Regions from separate parts of the Pan troglodytes genome. Here region 1 is linked to region 2. The links are chromatin contacts, called in public Hi-C maps. All regions are on one chromosome and are shown on one strand. The core of a region is the stretch at or near the end of the contact, and the rest is flanking DNA. Distances in the headings are between cores, read along the strand shown.

Region 1 (5,249 bases), core at 1,108-3,607, 240 kb after region 2:
TGGGAGGATCACTTGAGCCTGGGGAGGTTGAGGCTGCAGTGAGCCATGATTGCACCACTGCATTCCCACCTGCGGAACAGAGTGAGACCCTGACTCAAAACAAAAAAAAAAAAACAACAAAAAAGAGTTTTCCCATGAATTACTTTATTTCAATATCCGTATAAAGCAGGAAAAATGGGTATTATTTCCTGCATTTGACAAATGGGAGAAAGAGTAGTTACACGGTTAGCTCAAGTGATCACTGTTTAAGAGGTTTGTGGCAGCAACATCTAACTTTTAACTCACGAACATGGTTTTAAATGTCTTACATGAGAGATGTAAACAAGAATGTTTCATTTTCAAATAGAACACTTATTCCTGCATAATCGAGTCACCACCGTGGGGGCCACACAGCAGCCAGGGGTCCAAGTTTCCTGCCCCAGAGCTTTCCAGCCAGGGAGGGCTGGCCCAGGGCCCCTGTGGGGCTACTTGGCATCAGGCGTCTGGAGACCCGCCCCTGGACTCCACCCTCTTCACCCAAGCGTTAGGCACGTGTGGGCCGGAGTTTACACAGGAGAACCTTAGCCGGGCGTCTAAAAGAAGGGTGGCTCAGCAAACACGGGGCAGTGCGCCCTGGGATTCACAGTGGGAAGTGAGTGGCCTGCCTCGGCCATGCCAGCTGCGCCTGACCCTGTCGGGAAGGATTAGCTTTAATGAGGGGTCCGGATAGCCCATTCACTGCGCACTCCCACCCTGCCCCGGGAGAGCAAAATAACTTTCTCCACGGAGCACTCTGGTGTGTGTGTGTGTGTGTGTGTGTGTGTGTGTGTGTGTGTGTGTGTGTACACAAACATTTACTTGGTTGGCTGAGGCGGAGGGTGTGACCCAGTGGGCCACACCTCCCACCACCCTACCCCGCTACGGGGAGGCGAGGAACAGTGGCCGCAGGCTACTGGGGCGCCTTCCGAAGAGAGAACCACCACCCGGCCCGCCGCCCCTCTGGCTGGACAAAGTGAAGCCGCAGGCAGATCCGAGTCGCCAATGTCCTCCCGGGCGGCTGGCGCGGACGGGGCTGAAGTTCAATGCAGCCTGCACGGATTAGGGAGCTCCGAGCCCCCAAATACCACAGAGACCCAAAGTACACTCCCGGGGCGGGGGAAGGGAACGGCGGCAGAGGAGACCCCCGCTCCAGGCCCAGAAACGCCCCGAGGGAAACTGGAGCGGAGGCGGTGCATTGGAAGGCGCGGCTACACAGCTCCCCCCAACCCCCGCCCCGCTGCTTTCCCCACCCACCGCCCCTCCCCTCTCCTCCCTCCCCTCCCCTCCCTCCGTCTCCAGCAGCCGAGCGCGGGCTCCACCTCCCCGGAGCGCAGTCCACACCGTCCCTTTTCAGCAAAACAACACAACGCACCGCCCCCCGCACCCGCACCCGGCTGGATACCGGGCTACGCCCAGCCGCCCACCAGCCGCGCCCGGCGCCCCCTCTAGTCTGCAGCCGCCCAGCCCCCGCCCCAGGCGGAGCCCCAGCCCGGGCTGCACGCGGGCAGAGAGAGAGATTGAGCCCCGGCTCCGCCAGCCCAGCTCGGGCCCTGTCCCTCTACCCTTTCCCCAAGCCGCCCGAAGTGACAGGAGGGGCACGCACGGCGCGCGCGGGGCGTCCAGCGTTAACCGCTTCGGCGCCGGGGACGGGAGCGACAGGAGGGCTGGGGAGCAGGGGACCGAGTGCTGGGACTCACCGGAATGTGCACGCGCAGCGAACGCCTCTTCTGGCTGGCATTTTTCTTGCCGCCGCTCCCGCCGGGGCTGGAAACATCTTTTTTCTTCTTGGTGTCCATAACCGCGCTTCCCATAACTCTAACCAGAAGTTGATTCTGGGAAACTCCTCGGGGGTTCGGTCCCCTCCTTCCCTCCCCCGGCCGCTGCCTTCGGACTGGAGCCGCGCGCTCTGTTACACCCTGAAGCCACCTCGTGGGGACTTCCGCGGAGAGGGAGGGTGAGCAGGGAACTCGCGCCGCCGCCGCCGCCGAAGCGCCGAGTTCAAGCGTCCTTTCCTACGGAACCCTCGCAGGCAAATCAGTCAAAGCCCGTCCCGGTTCTGGTGTCTCCCCGGGTTACTCGTGGCTGAGGTCTCCCGCTGGGTGACAAAGTTTTCTTCCTTTTGCAAAGCGAAGAAACATTTTCCACCCTCTCGGCTCCTCCCACAGATTCCCAGAGGTAATCTGAAAGGCAGGTGCAATTAAAACCAGCAATTTGGAAAACAAGCCTCCTATGCCTGTGCCCAAGTGGGGAATCTGGAGCCAGTAAGACCGTTCGTGCATAAATGTAATCCTCGGCCGCAGAATAAACCAGCTCGGAGCCTGCAGCTGGGTCCGTCCTCCTTTCTGGGCGAGAGGGAGGGCGGCGGGGGAAGAGGAGGTGCAAGGCGAGCCCTCTGCGCAATTGGGCTACGGGCGGCCGCTGGCAGAAGTTCTGGCGGCGGCGCTCGCGGCCCTGCGCGCCGGAGGGGGCGCCCGGAGCCCAGCGGGCCAAGAAGGGCAGGGCGCCCGCTCCTCGCCCCCCGCCGCGCCGCGGCCCCAGGGGACCGCAAGGGGACAGTGAGGGGCCGGGCCTGGCACCGACGCAAGCTCGGGGAGCGCGGGTGGTGGGAGGCGGCGCGTGTTGAACAGGAAGTGCGCGGCGTGCAGCGCCACCGTCCCGCTCCCCGTCGCCCCACGCCGCCCTCGTCGCCGCGCCCAGACCCCCGCGGCGGCCGCAGCCGCTCGGGACTCGCTGCGAGCTGGTTTCGGAGCCATCCCGCCTCCGGGCGTCTCACTGTGTGCCCTACCCTTTGAAACACGCCCCCGCCCCCGCCCTGCCGCAGACCAGGCAGCGAGGAAGCCCACAGTCTCCGGGGGCGCTGCGCGCGAAGTAGCACGTGCTTCGCGAAACACCGCAGCCCCCGGGTCCCGCCCCGCCCGGTGCGCGCACTCGAACCCGCCCAGAGAGCGGTGCGTGGCGCTGGGTGTGAGCAGGGTCTCGCCACCCCCACCCTCACCCCACCCCACTCCACCCTGCTTTTTTCAGGTTCATCAAGGTTTGCGCAGTGGATCCGCGGTAAGTGCGTGTCCCCACGCCGCGGGAAACGTGGGGCTCCTGAGACTGCGGAAAGAATTGGGAGAAGGGGAGGTCTCGAAGACCCGGGAGAGGGTTCCCGGTGCGGCCCAGGTCCTTTAGAGCCCCGGGTGGGCATCCAGTACCGCCTGCTGCCGAGGGCCCTAGAGGGGTTGGGGGAGGGGGCTGGTGTGTCCCCCACCCCCAGATGCGCCCCAGGATGGCGCGACCTCGGCTCCCTGGTGGAAAGTAGGGGGAGTGCTGGCTTGGGGGTCGCTTCCCCTCCTGCTCTAGTTTCTGAGGATGTGATGACCCCAAAGGTCATTGGCGCTCCCAGGATGCTGACGTCAGCTCAGCCGCTCCGAGTAATCAGTAATGCAGGGAGGCCACCCGCAGAAAGAACGCGACAGGGGTCGCTTTGGGGACACCATAGGGCCTTTACTCCTTTTGAGGTGCGTGCTTTCGCAGGACTCCCTCCCCAGAGGAGGAGGCATGATCAGCCCACCCAAAGGATCATCTCTTAGGAAGCAGGCGTGCGCCCACGCAGGGAGAAGCATCCTTCCTTTCAGCTGCTTGCCGGGCGGCTTTTCCAAGCAGCTTGCACAAAATCGTTACAGCTTGGGTGGTTCCCTGGCTCATAGGGGTGGGTTTATATTCTTTCTCCTTCTCCTCTGCTCTCTGGTCCAGAATGAAGCCAGCCTGGAAGATCCCCATTCTCGAGACAGAGCCTGACAGGGGCAGATGCTCTGGAAGGACCCTGTCTGGGTTTAGCAACCAAGCAGCCATCCTGGCCCCACAGGTGTGGGACCAGCAACCAAGCAGCCATCCTGGCCCCACAGGTGTGGGACTTCTGGGTCTTCTCCTGGCTGGCTTCTTGCTAGAGGATTTCAAGAGACCCAGCAAGACTGTATTGTCCCACTGAATGCTCAAGATATTGGTTAGAAGTAGAAAAGGGGAGGGGGTAGTATTTAGCCTCTGTCCCCACTAAAAATTATTCCCAATTGTCATTTGTGTCATCTGTTTAGCTTACAGTTTTAATCCTTGTCAAAATGATCATTTGCCAGGGTGCATAAAACACCCTATTTGATGAGAACTGGTTTTAAAGGAAAATGGGGCCATCAGAAGGAAGCCGGTTGGTGTGAAGAGACGTCTGGGAAGAGCCCCTGGCGAGGGCCCTCATTCCACTGGGCGACCCAGAAGGAGAAAACTGCGATGGCGCTTCTCATTTGAAATCTTTTCTTTATGGACAGTGTTTAGCAATTGTTATAACGTGTATTTTTGTTGATTGATCTGTATACATACGTAAAATAATTTGTTCTCTGAGTTAATTTTGTTGGAACAAAGACTTTCGTGCTTCCTAAATTAAAACATTTTACTGTATTGCCTGCATTTTAAGAGCCTTTTTTTAATTTTTAATTTTTTTGGTCCTTGTGACATGACGAGGTATAAATTCTGGGTTTTGTCCAGGGTTCCTGGCTTAGGACTCTCGTCGCCCTCATCACAGTCTCTTGTTATAATGTTGGGGCGCTTTAGGCCTCAGACGCCCCAGGAAACAATCTCCTCTGAACTTCCCCTGCCCTCCTTCACCACCTCACCAGCCTAAGGCAGGACTCTAATCCTCCCTCATCTTTCTGATTGTGGGACTTAAGACCCTCTATTCAGAAGGGGTCCTGCCCCGTTCCCGAGAGGAAGAAATCCTGCACGGAAAGGCCAATAACGGTCGGAATAGGCAGGCCTTGTTGGGTGTCCACACTTACTCAGTCACTATTAGATCATACCTTTTTGTTCGATCACATTTCTGCATGGTCGTCAATCGTGTCTGTCCAATGAAGTCTCCGTAAGAAGCCCAAGAGGTCTGGGTTTGGGGGCTTCTGGATCCCTGGACATGTGGAGGCTGCTGGAAGACGGGGTGCCTGGGAAGGGCATGGAAACTCCGTGCCTGTTCTCCCTGTACATCCCGTCATCTGTGTTCTTGGTAATATGCGTTATAATAAACCAGTAAATGTACATTTCCCTGAGTTCTGTGTTCCACTCTAGCAAATTAATAAACCTGAGAGGGGGTTGTGGGAACCCCAATTGAGAGCCCAGCCTGTCGGTCAGAAGCTCCGGATGCCTGGACTTGCAACTGCTGTGCGAAGTGGGATGGGGGTGGGGTGCCTTGGGGACTGAGCCCTCAACCT
Region 2 (5,145 bases), core at 944-3,443:
ATGCAGCACCATTTGTTACCAATAAATACAGACAAACACTTTTAATGACAATGACTATGAACGCGTTCTCTTCCAGCTAACATGTTTGTGAAATGCTGCAGTGAATCTCAAAGATAACAGGCACCCGGCTAATTCTATTGGGTTAACACGTCCATGCTGGCTGTGCAGGCTTATTTAAGTAATTGCCTGACTGTGAATGAACGAGGTATTAAAGTAAAGTTGGCACAAGGGACAGCATCCACATGGCACATTCTTTGTTTCGAGAGCTTTATTCTATCAATACTCCTGGAAAAAAGAGAAGTTGCTAAATAAATAATGGAAGCACACAAGACAGTGTGAAGGCCTTTTCAAGTCCTCGAATTGTCAAGCATCTTATATAAAGTTCTTTCCCGACTCTGAGCTCATCACATTTCATTTTACATATTAATTTTGCGTAAGAGCAAGCTCATCCCGTTCAAATGTTAACAGCTTCAAAATAAGATCCTGGTGAAAGCTCGTCACATTCCATTTTAAATATTAATTTTGCCAAAGAACGAGCTCATGCCTTTCAAATGTTAACAGCCTCCAAATAAGATCCAAGTTATTTACCTGTAAGATACAAGAAGAAGACAGGAGAGGGAAAAAAAAAAACAACCAAGTGAGAGGAGAGGCGACAGAAATGACGGAGTGAGAGGGTCGCCTGAACTCAACACCGATTCAATAACCTCTTCAGGTTTTCCTATTTAACTTTCCCCATTAAAAAAGAAGACACACCCTACCGGTGATATCTTCACAGGCGCAGATAAGGGCACCAGTCTATGATTAAGGGTCTGGACTGTGGGTATGATTCGGGGTTGCCTCCGAGTGCATGGTGACAAGCACAAACAATTAGCGCTCCCTGACACCTTGCTGTAATTCGAGTTCGGCGAGTAAGGACAAAAGGGCCGCCCATCCGTGTGGTTGCCGGGCTCAGGGCTGCGATCTGGGAGCCTGGCTCGCGTCCCCTCCGCGGACGCCCGGTACCCCGCAGCCCGAGCTCGCCGGCGCCCGCATCCCCGCCCCGGTTCCCGCCCCGGCCCCTGGGCTTCCGCAGGACGCAGCTCGCCGTGGGGCAGCGCCGGAGACGGGGCGCGGGGTCCCCGCGGGTCCCGGTCCTCGGGCGGCCGGGCCGTGGGAGCGCCGGGCCGGCAGCGGGCGGGGCGCACTCACCTTCGTCCTCGAACTCCAGCTTCTCCAGCATGCCGGCTTCCGCGGGTCCCAGGGCCGCCGCCAGCGCCGCCTGAGGGGGAGGAGGAGGACAGCGATCAGCATGAGCTGCGACGCTCGTCCCCGGCCGGCGGGCTCGCGGCCGGCCGAGCGCTGGGGCCTGGCTCTGCCGCGCCGCCGGGAGGAGGGGCCTGGCAGGGGACGCGGGCAGCGGGGGCCGGGGGCGGAGCGGGAGCGCTGCCCCCACCCGCCCGAGGCCGCCGCCGCCGCCGCAGGTGGCGCGGCCGCGGCCCGCGTGCCCCTCCGCGAGTGGGACGCGCCGCTCCCCCCCGCGCCTTGGTACGGCCCGCCCGGGAGGAAGCGTGGGAAGGGACCCGGGAGCTCGAGGGCGGCAGCGCCTGGGCCCGGGGCGCCCCCCTCCGGCCGCGGCCCGCGTCCTCCCCGCCGTGCGGCCATTGGGAGAGGCCCGCGGCCCGCCCCCACTCCGCCCCCCGGCGCCGCTCACCTTCCCAGCACCGGCGGCCGCGCTCGGCAGGCTCCACCTGCGCAGGTGTGGGCTCCGCGGCGCGGGGACGGGGACGGGGAGAGGGGCTGGAGGCTGCAGAACGCCCCGGGGCGCCAGCTAGGGGATCCTTTCTCGCTTTCCTCTTCCCTTTCCAAATTTTAGCTGTAACTGCCCATCCTCGGCCCCCTTAACAAAAATCGTTCCGTGGGCTACACGTATTGTAGATGCACTTTGTCGCTATCCATTTTTTTTTTCCAGCATGGAACTCTTAATTCGCGTCCTCTCTTCGCAGCCGAGTGTCTTCTCGGTTGGGGAGCCGCTGCCAAAAACGTACACACCCTGAATCTGGCCCTGGCCGCTCAGGAGCTGGGTATCTGAGACTCTACTATGGCCAACTCAGGTTGGCAGGCTGCGCGGCCAGCAGCCGCTAGCCTCCTGGAAGGGCAGGACAGGCCGAGAGGGGACCGAGGTCCCGGGGACCGAGGTCCCTGGCCCCACGGCCCATCCCTGCAGAGTGCACGGGCGCTGCGAATGCGATTAGCTCCAGTACCGATTAGGGCTGAAAGGAGCTTGGCCCTAGCGTTCTTGCAAGCCGGGCCTGAAAGAGGAAGTCCTGAAAATGCCTCTCGTTTTGCTTTGTCATCTTACTTGCGCCAATCCCTAAGTCTTAAACCCCTTAAAAAAAAGAAAAGGGGTGGGGAGAGAAAAAGAAAACAAAACTAAGATGTTTCATGGTAAAAAGCTACAGCAGATATCATACTTCATAGTGAAAGACTGTTTTCCCTATGAAGTTCAGAAACCAGGCCAGGGTGTCTGCTCTCACTAATCCTATTCAACATGGTTCTAGAAGTACTAGGCCCTGCAATAAGGCAAGAAAAGGAAAGAAAACGCATACAGATTGGAAAGGAAGAAAAACACCTGTGTAGATAACATGTTATCTACATACAAAATATCAAAGAATCTACAAAAGAAAGAAAAAACTCACCTGGAATTAGTGAGTTTGGTAAGGTCATAGCATACAAGATCAACACACAAAAATCAATCACATTTCTATAAACTAACAATGAACACGTGGAAAAATATATAAAACAATATCACTTAATACAATCACTTCAAAGAAAATTAATACTTAGGCATAAACTCAAGAAACCATGTTTAGTAGCTGTATGCTGAAAATCACAAACTGTAGATGAAAGACGAGCTAATAAATGGAGAGACAGTCCTGAGCTGGAAGCCCCAACATAGTAAAAATGACAGTTCTCCCCCAGATTAATCTTTTGGTTTAATGCAATTGCTACCAAATTAGGGTTTTTTTAAAGACATAAATAAGCTTATTCTAAAATTTACATGGAAAGGTGCAAGATCTAGAATTCTATTTATTTATTTATTATTTTTTTGAGACGGAGTCTCGCTCTGTCACCCAGGCTGGAGTGCAGTGGCGCAACCTCGGCTCACTGCAAGCTCTGCTTCCTGGGTTCACGCCATTCTCCTGCCTCAGCCTCCCAAGTAGCTGGGACTACAGTAGAATTCTTTAATCTTGAAGTCGCTTAATACTAAAGCAAACTATATAGATACAGCAATCAAGACAATGGTATTGGCAGAAGAATAGATACAATAATCATTAGAAATAAATAGAAAACCCAGAAATAGACCCATGCAAACATGGCAAACCAATTTTTGATGGAGGTGTAAAAGCAATAGAACTGGAGTAATTGGATATCAAAAGGTAAAAAGACAAAAACAAACCCCAACCTAAGCCTTGCGTTTTACACACAAATTAGCTCACATTGGATCGTGAACTTAAAACTATGAAACTTTTTGGAGAAAATATTTGGGAACTGGGGCAAGGCAAAAGTTAGACTTGACACCAAAAACACAGTCCATAAAGGAAAAACATAAATGGACCTCATTAAAATTAAGAATTTTTGCTCTGCAAAAGACCGTGTTAAGAGGATGAAAAGAAAAGCTACACAGTAGGAGAAAATACTTGCAAATCACATAGCCAACAAATTACTAGCACACTGCCTATAGGGTTAGCCCTGCTCTCCAAGGAATAGCAAAAATAAAATAAAATAAAAATGTCTGGAATACATAAACACTACCAATATTAAACAGAAAAAGGAGAAAATAATCCAATTAGAACATAGGCAAATGACACAGAACTGTTTCACCAAGAAAGATATACAGATGGCAAATTAGTGCATGAAAAGATGTTCAAAGTCATTAGCCATTATATAAATGCGAATTAAAACCACAATGAGATACTACTACACAACTGTTAAAATGGCTAAAATCACAATAATAACAACATCAAATGCTGGTAAGGATGTGGAGAGACAGACAGGATTACTTCTACACTGCTGGTGGGAATGCAAAATGGAACCACTGTTTTTTTTTTTTTTTTTTCTTTTTTTTTTGAGACAGGGTCTCCCTCTGTGGCCCAGGCTGGAGCGCAGTGGACCTATCTCAACTCACTGCAACCTCTACCTCCCAGGTTCAGGCAATTTTCCTGTCTCAGCCTCCTGAGTAGCTAGGATTACAGGCACATGCTACCACAGGTCAACTAATTTTTGTATTTTTAGTAGAGATGAGGTTTCACCATATTGGTCAGGCTGGTCTTGAACTCCCGACCTCAGGTGATCTGCCTGCCTTGGCCTCCCAAAGTGCTGGGATTACAGGCCTGAGCCACTGTGCCTGGTCAGGAACCACCACTCTTAAAAACAATTTGGCAGTTTTTTATAAAACTAAACATGCAACTACCACGTAACACATTAGTTGCACTCTTGGGCATTTATCCCAGGGAAATGAAAACTTACATTTACACAAAAACTTGTACATGAATATTCATAGCAGCTTTTTTGCAACAGTGCAAACGAAATAACAGATGTCGTTCAATGGATGAATGGTGAAGTGGGCTGTGGTAGGTCCATCTATACCGTAAAATACTACTCAGCAAGAAAAAGGAAGGAACTACTGACACATACAACAACTTGGATAGATCTCCAGGGAATTATGCTGAGGGGGAAAAAGCCAGTCCTAAAAGGTCACATACTGTATGATTCCATTTATATTATAGTCTTGAAATAAAATGGTCGAAATGGAGAACAGATTAGTGGATGCCGGGGATCAGGGGCTGGGGTAGGGGGCCAGAGGTGCCTATGGCTACAAGAGGATAATGTAAGAGATCCTTGTGGTGACCGAACTGTTCTACATCTTGACTGTATCAATGTCAATATCCTGCTTGTGATATCACCCTGTATTTTTCCCTATGAGTCAGGCCAAGCTGATTTAATTCTGTGGAGGAAATGACAATAAATTTTTTTTTTTTTTTTTTTTTGAGACGGAGTCTCGCTTTGTCCCCCAGGCTGGAGTGCAGTGGTGCCATCTCAGCTCACTGCCAGCTCCGCCTCCCGGGTTCACGCCATTCTCCTGCCTTAGCCTCCGGAGTAGCTAGG

What was found. Hi-C and Micro-C count contacts between places; a contact is called where the count stands out from the background.
Region 1: a Hi-C map of stem cell-derived neural progenitor cells shows a contact between it and region 2, with 1.8 times the contacts expected there. The contact joins the promoter of PRKAG2 here to the enhancer-like site in region 2. A contact is called at or near these places in 1 of 7 Hi-C or Micro-C datasets (stem cell-derived neural progenitor cells) and 1 of 1 datasets of contacts at active chromatin or transcription factors (stem cell-derived excitatory neurons).

Annotation. Positions count from the first base shown.
Region 1 is chr6:166,895,501-166,900,749 of NHGRI_mPanTro3-v2.0_pri, forward strand. PRKAG2 (protein kinase AMP-activated non-catalytic subunit gamma 2) reads right to left here and starts at 2,358. Exons shown (of 16, transcript XR_010158707.1): 1 at 1,716-2,358.
Region 2 is chr6:166,650,693-166,655,837 of NHGRI_mPanTro3-v2.0_pri, forward strand. PRKAG2 (protein kinase AMP-activated non-catalytic subunit gamma 2) reads right to left here. Exons shown (of 16, transcript XR_010158707.1): 5 at 1,189-1,258. Among named protein-coding and RNA genes, the nearest start is that of RHEB, 110 kb to the left of the region's middle. Within about 2 kb of position 2,194, at least 17 of the 24 cell types and tissues checked have an H3K27ac peak or open chromatin away from gene starts, as enhancers often do. A contact at or near this core is called in stem cell-derived excitatory neurons and stem cell-derived neural progenitor cells, where this site is marked.